Linked DNA regions of Mus musculus: regions 2 and 3 are each linked to region 1. A link is a contact called in public promoter capture Hi-C data. All regions are on one chromosome and are shown on one strand. The core of a region is the stretch at or near the end of the contact, and the rest is flanking DNA. Distances in the headings are between cores, read along the strand shown.

The links. Promoter capture Hi-C pulls out the DNA fragments that hold promoters and counts their contacts.
Region 2: a promoter capture Hi-C map of embryonic stem cells shows a contact between it and region 1, with 4 times the contacts expected there. The contact joins the promoter of Gucy1a1 here to the promoter of Rbm46 in region 1. A contact is called at or near these places in 12 of 39 promoter capture datasets (the 3T3-L1 cell line, 3T3-L1-derived adipocytes, HPC-7-derived erythroid cells and 6 more) and 1 of 115 datasets of contacts at active chromatin or transcription factors (astrocytes).
Region 3: a promoter capture Hi-C map of second pharyngeal arch cranial neural crest shows a contact between it and region 1. The contact joins the promoter of Asic5 here to the promoter of Rbm46 in region 1. A contact is called at or near these places in 13 of 39 promoter capture datasets (the 3T3-L1 cell line, the HPC-7 cell line, cranial neural crest and 8 more) and 3 of 484 Hi-C or Micro-C datasets (the HPC-7 cell line, cerebellar granule neurons and myocytes).

Annotation. Positions count from the first base shown.
Region 1 is chr3:82,875,187-82,877,886 of GRCm38.p6, forward strand. It overlaps Rbm46 (RNA binding motif protein 46), which reads right to left and starts at 1,297. Exons shown (of 6, transcript NM_001277170.1): 1 at 1,122-1,297. It overlaps Rbm46os (RNA binding motif protein 46, opposite strand), which reads left to right and starts at 1,519. Exons shown (of 4, transcript NR_040382.1): 1 at 1,519-1,572.
Region 2 is chr3:82,144,593-82,147,292 of GRCm38.p6, forward strand. Gucy1a1 (guanylate cyclase 1, soluble, alpha 1) reads right to left here and starts at 1,354. Exons shown (of 9, transcript NM_021896.6): 1 at 1,080-1,354. It overlaps Gm29921 (a long non-coding RNA gene), which reads right to left. Exons shown (of 9, transcript XR_867373.2): 8 at 2,056-2,176; 9 at 1,806-1,957.
Region 3 is chr3:81,995,517-81,998,216 of GRCm38.p6, forward strand. It overlaps Asic5 (acid-sensing (proton-gated) ion channel family member 5), which reads left to right and starts at 1,406. Exons shown (of 10, transcript NM_021370.2): 1 at 1,406-1,474. The coding sequence starts at 1,435.

The DNA of each region.
Region 1 (2,700 bases), core at 47-2,546:
GCAATCCTTTCTTAACTTCTGGTACCTCTTAAGTTTTCCACCAATGAAAACAATACCACTGAACGCTTAAAGCGTAACTTCACCCATACACAGTTGAATATATATTCTTGGTTTTAATATTTCTTACTTTATAAGGATGTTTGCACCTTACATGAGCTGTTTTATAATTTTGGCATTAATATTTTAAAGTCCAAGACTCTTATATGAAAATTAGCACTTAAAACATGGCCACACGCAGGAAATAAGGCATTAGTTGGTTATTTGGCAAATACAGTGCTAACAAGATCCGAATGTCCTCAGTGGCACAGTTAGTGATTGAGACAATATTTTAAACAGGTATACTTAAAAACAAATCTACCTATCACAGCGCTAAGGTTGATTCTTATGACTACAAAGGAAGTTTCTGAAGCATCTCATTGCCCTAATCCCTTGAAATGAAAACTGCTAGTTATTTAAATTAGCCTATTTCCACATGCATATTCATAAATGATGGGCTGTTACCACCTTGATGCTACCTATAGTGCTTCCTGGTTTTAACCTAATTCTAGAAGGCTAAATGAGGTGCTTTTTCTGAGTCCCCTGGGGTCCCCTTCTCATAAATTCACCAGGAAGCCAGTCCACCAGCATCCACCGGGCCCCTGGACCGGCTCCGTGGTCCTCCCTCACCCCAGGCTGCACTAAGAGTGTTATCCGGCCCGTCGGGCAGTTGGCTCCCGACAACCACTCACGCAGATCCCCTAGGCAGCCCGGCCGCTTCCCAGTCGGGGCGGCGGAAAGTTCGAGGCCCGGCCCCCGCTAGGAACTCTGGGCGGCGCGGCGAGCGGACACAACGGCGACGGGAGGCCAGCGAGGTCGGGAAGCAGCGGCCAGGACCCCGAGGTCCCGGAGCTTCTGCCGACTGGGCAGCCGCGCAGGGAGCCCGAGACCCGAGAGCCGCTGTCGACGGGGCGGCCGCGCAGGGAGCCCGAGACCCCGGAGCCGCTGTCGACGGGGCGGCCGCGCAGGCCAGCCCGCGGACACCGCCCGACGGTGGCGCCCCGGACCCCGCACGAGGGCACCCCCGACTGCGGCCGTTGGCAGCGGTTTGCCGGTCACCCCCGCAGCTCCCATTCCCGCCTCACCCCGTCGGGTCTTCAGAGGCCAGACCTAAAAATCCCTGGACCAACGAGCACAAACCGCCGCCAGAGCTTCGGATCGGCGCTGCGGGCGGAAGCGGTGGTCAGAGGAGTCGCCGCGGGGCCGGACGGGGCAGGGCGTGGCCAGTGGCGCTCGTGCTGTCCTCGCGCCTCGGGGCCACGGGCTCTTCGCCTCAGCCTAGCGTGCCTCACGTGGAGTGGCCCCACCTCGACCAATCAGCGGCCGCCGGTGGGGGCGAGGAGGCGGGACTGAGGCTTGAGGCCGGAGGAGGCACTTGCGACAGGCGAAAGGGACTTGGAGTGGCACGCTCGCTGGCCAATCAGGAGGAGAAAAGCCAGTCTGGGCGAGTGAAGTTTGGCGCGTGGAAGACTTGAAGGCGTTACTAAACAAAAGTTACAAAGTGAACTTGCAGTGCTTCCCTTAAGGGAGATGTAGGTAGGTTGAGAAAGTTCTTTGTCTGGCTGGATGAAGTTTGCAAATCTTGATTGAACGCCTTGTTGGGTGCAAAACAGTCATGGGGACTTTTGTAAATGAGGATGGGAGGGGTGGCCCCTTAATTTCTGATTCCCCTTAAAACAGATATGATGAGACTGGGATCGTAAATAACGTTAACAGAGTTTTAGCCCTTTTATGTTTCTACGTGCCAAAAGCAGTTCCAGGGCATCTTCGTCCGTTCTCACAGGGTTTTTAAAACTAAGTTATAGCATGTTTTACAGACAGGGAAACCGACTCAAGAGAGCTGTGGGCGTTTACACAACGTGTGCATCAAGCGGCTTGTGATATGTTACTATCCCAAAAGGTGCCCCCCAAGGAGAACGCTATGCACAATACCTGGGAGGCGTTGGTAACTCGGAAAGCAGTTATTCCTAAACTCTGCTCTGCACAGTATTTTCCAAACAAGTTGAAAGCCTGAGCCACATCTAATACACTAGTTTGGCTTTGTTTTTAAAGATTTTTTTAACCTCAAAAACTACAAGAGGAAGGTTTGTTAAACATTGTTCGTTTGTTTTGTTTTGTCCAGGAAAGAAAGGTTCTTCACATTCATTTTCATGTCTGAATTTTACAGACTTGATTTTACAGACTAGCTGATTTTAAGCGTCGTTGTAGGAGCCTGTAGAAGCCAGTAGGTGGCGATATTTTATTGTGAGGTGTGAATGAGGTCTTGGAGGTAGCCTGGAGGACTACTTAACATTTCCAGTGTGTTCTCTTTTCACACCCCATCCCCAGTATAAAGGAAACCAAGTGAACAAGAGTTTCATAAAGGTCATTAGAGTGAGGCCTTAGAAACTTGCTTTAGAAAGACAATGTTAAAGACTCAAGTTACAGGGTACATCCTCTCCCTCAAAGTCTTAAAGAAACTGAGCAAATTTTATTAGCAGATGTATTTTTCATTGACTGCTATAAAAGATTTATGCCTTCTGCAACCAAAACATAAAGGAATAGCCTTTATTTCTTAAGTTTCCAAGAAGAGGGCATCTGAAACCTTTATGCTACGAGAATTCTTTAAGAATAGACTGCAAAATAGAAATTTTTAGATGCTTTATGGGGAAAGATGACCCAAAT
Region 2 (2,700 bases), core at 104-2,603, 730 kb before region 1:
CAAAAGAAAGGCTCAGGAAACCCATACCCTGGAATCATGTGACCACACTGGGATGCAGCCCCTCACACAAAACTCACTTAGAGATAACACTGTGGACCCAGGACAGGCTGTCAACTCAGATAGGCCCGGGAGAATGTTGTGATGCCTGGCCATTACCTTCCAATGCATCTCAGTCAATAATAAGAGAAAAGCAGCTTAGAAGCAGTCACACTCACATACCCTTTGTGCAGGCACACTTTGCTCTGGTCCCAGCAGTGGCTGGAACTTTGCAGTTTGTATACTCTGGGGCTTTGAGCAGCTCCTCCATCCTCGGAGGAAAGCCCGCATGAGGGCCACAAGCTGGACTCTTAGGTCCTGGCGTCCTTGAATTGCTCCCGAGTGAAGGATGCCACCCAGCTGCCCAGGGCTGGCGGCCTTGCGTGGGAGACAGTCGCCCACGCCTCGCACGTTCCCACTGCGGGACCACAGAGCTCAGCCATAGCTGCTCCCTGACCGCTATCCCTCCCGGGAGTCCCTTCCTCGCTTCTCCCCAGCGTGGGAACAGTGATCTTGCTTCCCAGGGGTGAACGAGATCAGGGGAGGGTGTGGGAAAGGATTTAGCCAAGACTTGGTAGAGGGCTGTATGCACAGGGAGTCCCGGCCGGCCAGCGAGGGCACCGCTATCACTTACTTAGTGATATCCAGACCTGGGGACCGCAACCTCCTGGAGCTGCCACCCAGCAGAGCACAGCCGCACTAGATCACAGATGAAGGGCGGTGGCGCTGGTGATGGACTGAGAGGTGACACTGGAGTCGCACCTGTCGGTCCCGAGCGGGTTCACCCAGGGCACTCAAGGCCACACAGAGCACATCATGGTTAACCTGCGCTAGTGGCGCGGAGGGACCCACGAAACACCCCCAGAGCTGGTTCCCACCGTGCTGTAGTCACTTCTCGCCTTTGTTTTTCCCTGCCATGACCCAAAGAATTCTAGTCTGTCTCTTCCCTGCCGCACAGGACTTCTTCCCACGTCTCAGTACCGTGCCTCGTCCCCTTCTCCAGTCCCCAAACAGTAGAAAAGCAAACAGCTGAGCGAACCCACCATGATGCGATCACAGGAGGCCAGGGGCATCGGGCCAAAGGTGTCTTTGCTCCGCTGGCTCCCCAGGCTGTGCACTGCTGCTCTTCGCCTTGGGGTCCGGTCCGGCTGGCAGGCACTGGAGGAGGGCTGCCTAGAAGGCGGTGTGTGAGAAACCCGCGGCTCTGAGTCCCTCCCACTTCTCCCAGGCTCAGCTAGAGAACTGAGTCTGCTCCCGCCCAGTCGCCATCCTCCAAACCACCAAAGGCAGACACACACACACACACACACACACACACACACACACACACACACACACACACACACACACATAGCAGGGAAGGGGACAAGGAAGAGAAAAAAAGAGACTCTAAGAAAAGTTGAAAAGTTGGCACATTAAAACTAAAAACATTTTCTCTAGTACAAGCTGGTGCAGAACCACTGTAGTTTCCTGAATCTGAAACCTGGTGGGGAACTTTCTTTCTCCTTGGGTGGCTTTGGTGGCCTGGCTTTTAGGTTTGAGGCTACTCTACTCATTTCAAAGGTAATTTTGTGGTCACAAGAATATTTTTTTTTTTTTGAGTAAGGTCTTGCCTCTATTTGGTTCACTACACTCAGCCCTATTTGCTGTTAATGCATGTGTGTGTGCATAACTGTTCTTTTATTTTTAAATCATTGTTCATACACACATATGTGTACACACAAAAATGCACACACACACACACACACACACACACACACTTACTCCTGGTGTCTTTTTAATCCTCCAAGTCCAAGAAGTCTAAGACAAAAAGTTATCTTGACATATCTACTTTCGACTCATCATCGACTCTGGTCTCACTGAGGAGGCCCCACTCATATGAGAAACGTTTTGTCCAGTGAAAACAACCATAAGAATTGTCCTAAAGAATGGATGGGAGTAGACAGAAACAGAATTAGCCAGAAATGCCAAGACAGCTACAGGAACCAGGGAAACTTTGGCCTTAAGATGGAACCAAACCTCGTAGGTCCTTTGCTGGTTCTGTTTTGGGTTTTGTTGTTATTTTCTTGTCATTTCCAAAGCTTCTCTTACTCCCAGAGCAATTCATGAACTTCTCTTAGTTCAGCAGGAAAAGTGAAATCTATTCTCAGACCATGAACGTAAGGCCCAAAAGGAAACAAAAACAAAGGGACTCATAATGTAAAGCAGCCAGCCCTATCAGTTTTAAAGTAAATAAAACATGACAGAAACATTCATGTGGGGGGGGGGGCATCCCTCTGACAGATAAAATGTTTCTGAAATAATGGTGTCAGTGTGGGATCTTGAAGGGCCCTTCAGTTTTGCAAGAGGATATGTGGAAGGAACTGCTTGTTGGTAGCAGAGGAGACTGAACAAAGGGCCACAGGCAGGTGGCAAGGTGGTGGTGTGGTGGCCAGGAGATAAGATGGGGTAGAAGGTAAAGGTGAGTGGAGTGCAGGAGGATGCAGAGGGCACAGGGTGCTGTCTCTGCTGTACTGTTCATGTAAGGACTCCTGAGCTACCTTTCTACACTGATGTCCCTCTTTCCCATGGTCCTTCCCTTCTGAGATAGGACGTGCTGAGCAGATAAGGGACACTTTAGTCTTACAGCATCTTCAGATCTGACACTGATATAAGGATGGCATG
Region 3 (2,700 bases), core at 156-2,655, 880 kb before region 1:
GACAGTGCTCATTGATTCTAAGGATCGCTCATGCCCAGAATCTAAGTGAAAGGGCAGTTGGGTTTGCTGTCTACTTTTCTGTCCAGCATGCTTTATTTAATCTTTTATTATTTGTCTGCATTAATAAGTCATCCTTTGCTGTTGGTGCTACAAGTGCATAAAGGGAGATAATGATGACTCAGAATTCTCTCAGTTCTCCCGGGATTGGCTTTATTAGGCGATTCTGTAGCTTTCTTTACGTTTACTGGGAAATGGGGTGGGGCAGGGAAGAGGGGCTTACAAGTCTATCTTCTGTCACATAGGCTTATTCCACATAGCATCACCATCAGAGAAAGAAAGTGTGAGCATCTATGTTTAATTTTAATTGAGTATCTTAGAAAGTGAAAAGGCCAGGTTTACAAAAGAACAAGTTATATCTGTGAGAAGAATCCTTGGTCTTGATTTCAAATAATAAAGTGAGGAAAAATGGAGAGGGAATTGTAACTACATAAACAAGTTGAAATTCAAATTTAATTCAGTCACTAGGAGGGAGGAGCAGAAGCAAGAGTGACTTCTTGACAAAACCAAACCATGTAAGCCCAGCTTCAAGTTATGGTATTGGAGTTTCCCAATAGATGTCCAATGTTGAAGGGAAAAAATGCTTGTGAAATATTACCATGACAAAGGCATCAGGCTCTAGCGGAGAAACATGTAATTACTGTGTGTGGTCAACAGATGGCAGCATTTATACATATGGATGCATATCAGGGTTTATTAATAATATTAATGGTAAGTTCTCAAAGGTGTTACTATAAAAAAGGTGGCCTTTGTGATTTGGCAAATTTATATTATTTTATTAGTGCTTCTTTTTTAGTTAGTATCTTTTTTCTTTTGTAACATTATTCTTCTATTTCCACTGGTCACTTTGTTACAGTTGTATCTCTTTTATGAAAGAAACTTCAAAACAACGATACTTCACGTCCACAAACACACACACACACACACACACACACACACACACAAACACACACACACATACACACAATCACAATCAAAATTTGATTTCTATGAAGCTGAACAAAACGTGAAGAGACTGTCACCTGGGTATCCACTGGTATGATCAGAGGCCACTGTGAGGTCACAGCTTTTCTTCTTTCTTTGTTTCTTTGTTTCTTTCCTCCTTTCTTTTTCAGAAAGTGGGTTTCAATTGTGCTATCTGGGTTTTAATCTATCATGGCCTCTTGCCAGTCTGTAAATGCCCATAGCTGGTTCTGTCCGTGTTTTTTGATTTACAGATTAAGTGCTTCATGAGGCTTAACATAGCAACACAAATATTTAAATTGCCCCTACAGTTTACAACCTTAAGTGCTGTATTTTATATAAAAGGCACAAAATGAATATTGTTATTGAAAAAATTGGATGCACCAGAGGACTTCGGATCACTGAGATCAAAACATGGAACATACTGAGAAATCACAAGTGCACGCGGAGAAAGGTAGGAGATCCTTAAACAGCAACATCCGCCATTCCTAAATACCGGAAATAAGCAGAGAGCAGGGGGTAGGCTTCATCCTTGGAAAACTCTATTCTCATTATTATGTTCACAGTAACAAATATGAGTTTTAAAATGAATAATACAGTTTTAGTAGCAAAAGAATAACTTATGAGGACTCAAAATACTACAAAAATATTACTATATGTTAAAATCGACTTTTGTTGTTTCTTTGTTTCTACACAGTATGCTTGCTTTCCTAACGTTTCTATAATGACCAACCTTTTTAATGAAACTTTTTGTTTATCCACCTGATGAAATGTACTTCTATGAGGGAAGTTCAAAGCCTCAGTTGTGTGGATTGGTGGTCTGCACTGCCCATTTTGGGCTTCCTGACAGGCATATATCACTCTGTAGGTTCTCAATTTGAAATACTCAAAAGGAAAAAAAAAAACCACTATGTTTCTAACAAATAGTAGGAAATGCTTCAGTAAGGTTAACACAACTGGCAATGTTTCTATCTTAATTTAAAGAGTTGACATCTGAAATGTATTATTTGGGTAGTGTTTGCAGCCAGCTGCACTGTGTCTGGCCAGGGACTTATTCCTAGATTACTCTTCTCACTAATAGCCCATGTCCCCTCAGTAGGAAAGGTGAGAGTTGCTAGGGACTGGGCTGTTTCTTTAATCAGGGTAAAGCCTTCACAAATGCGTCCAAGCAATGGTTAAGGAATAAGAATAGGTCACAGTTAAGCTTATTTTGTTAAGTAATATTGTTTTTTTTTTCAGCCTTCTGATTTTATCTGAAGCTTTGACAGTTTTTTTTAAATATGTGCTGATTAACCTGATACTAAAAGAAACATTAAGTAATGCTATTATAGACGATAGCACAATTCCAGAACGTCAGAATGATATAAACATGATAATATAGTTTGTAATATCTTTAAGAGTGTAACAGTATTTGTGGATGCTCATGTACATTGCACGAAATGGGAAACTTTAGAAAATGCATTTTATATCATTAGCTTTTCCAAACTGAAAAAAAAATATTGATTGGAAACTAGTAAGCTATTAAACTAAACTTAATGATGAGAAAATATTGGAGCTTTTTTGGAAGAATGTTAATACTGCATTATTGACAAAATGATATTTATTGAATTAAAACAAGGATTTAAAATTCAAATAACTTCATTGTGAGAATTTATTGGCTTTCAGAGATCTCATCTCTTT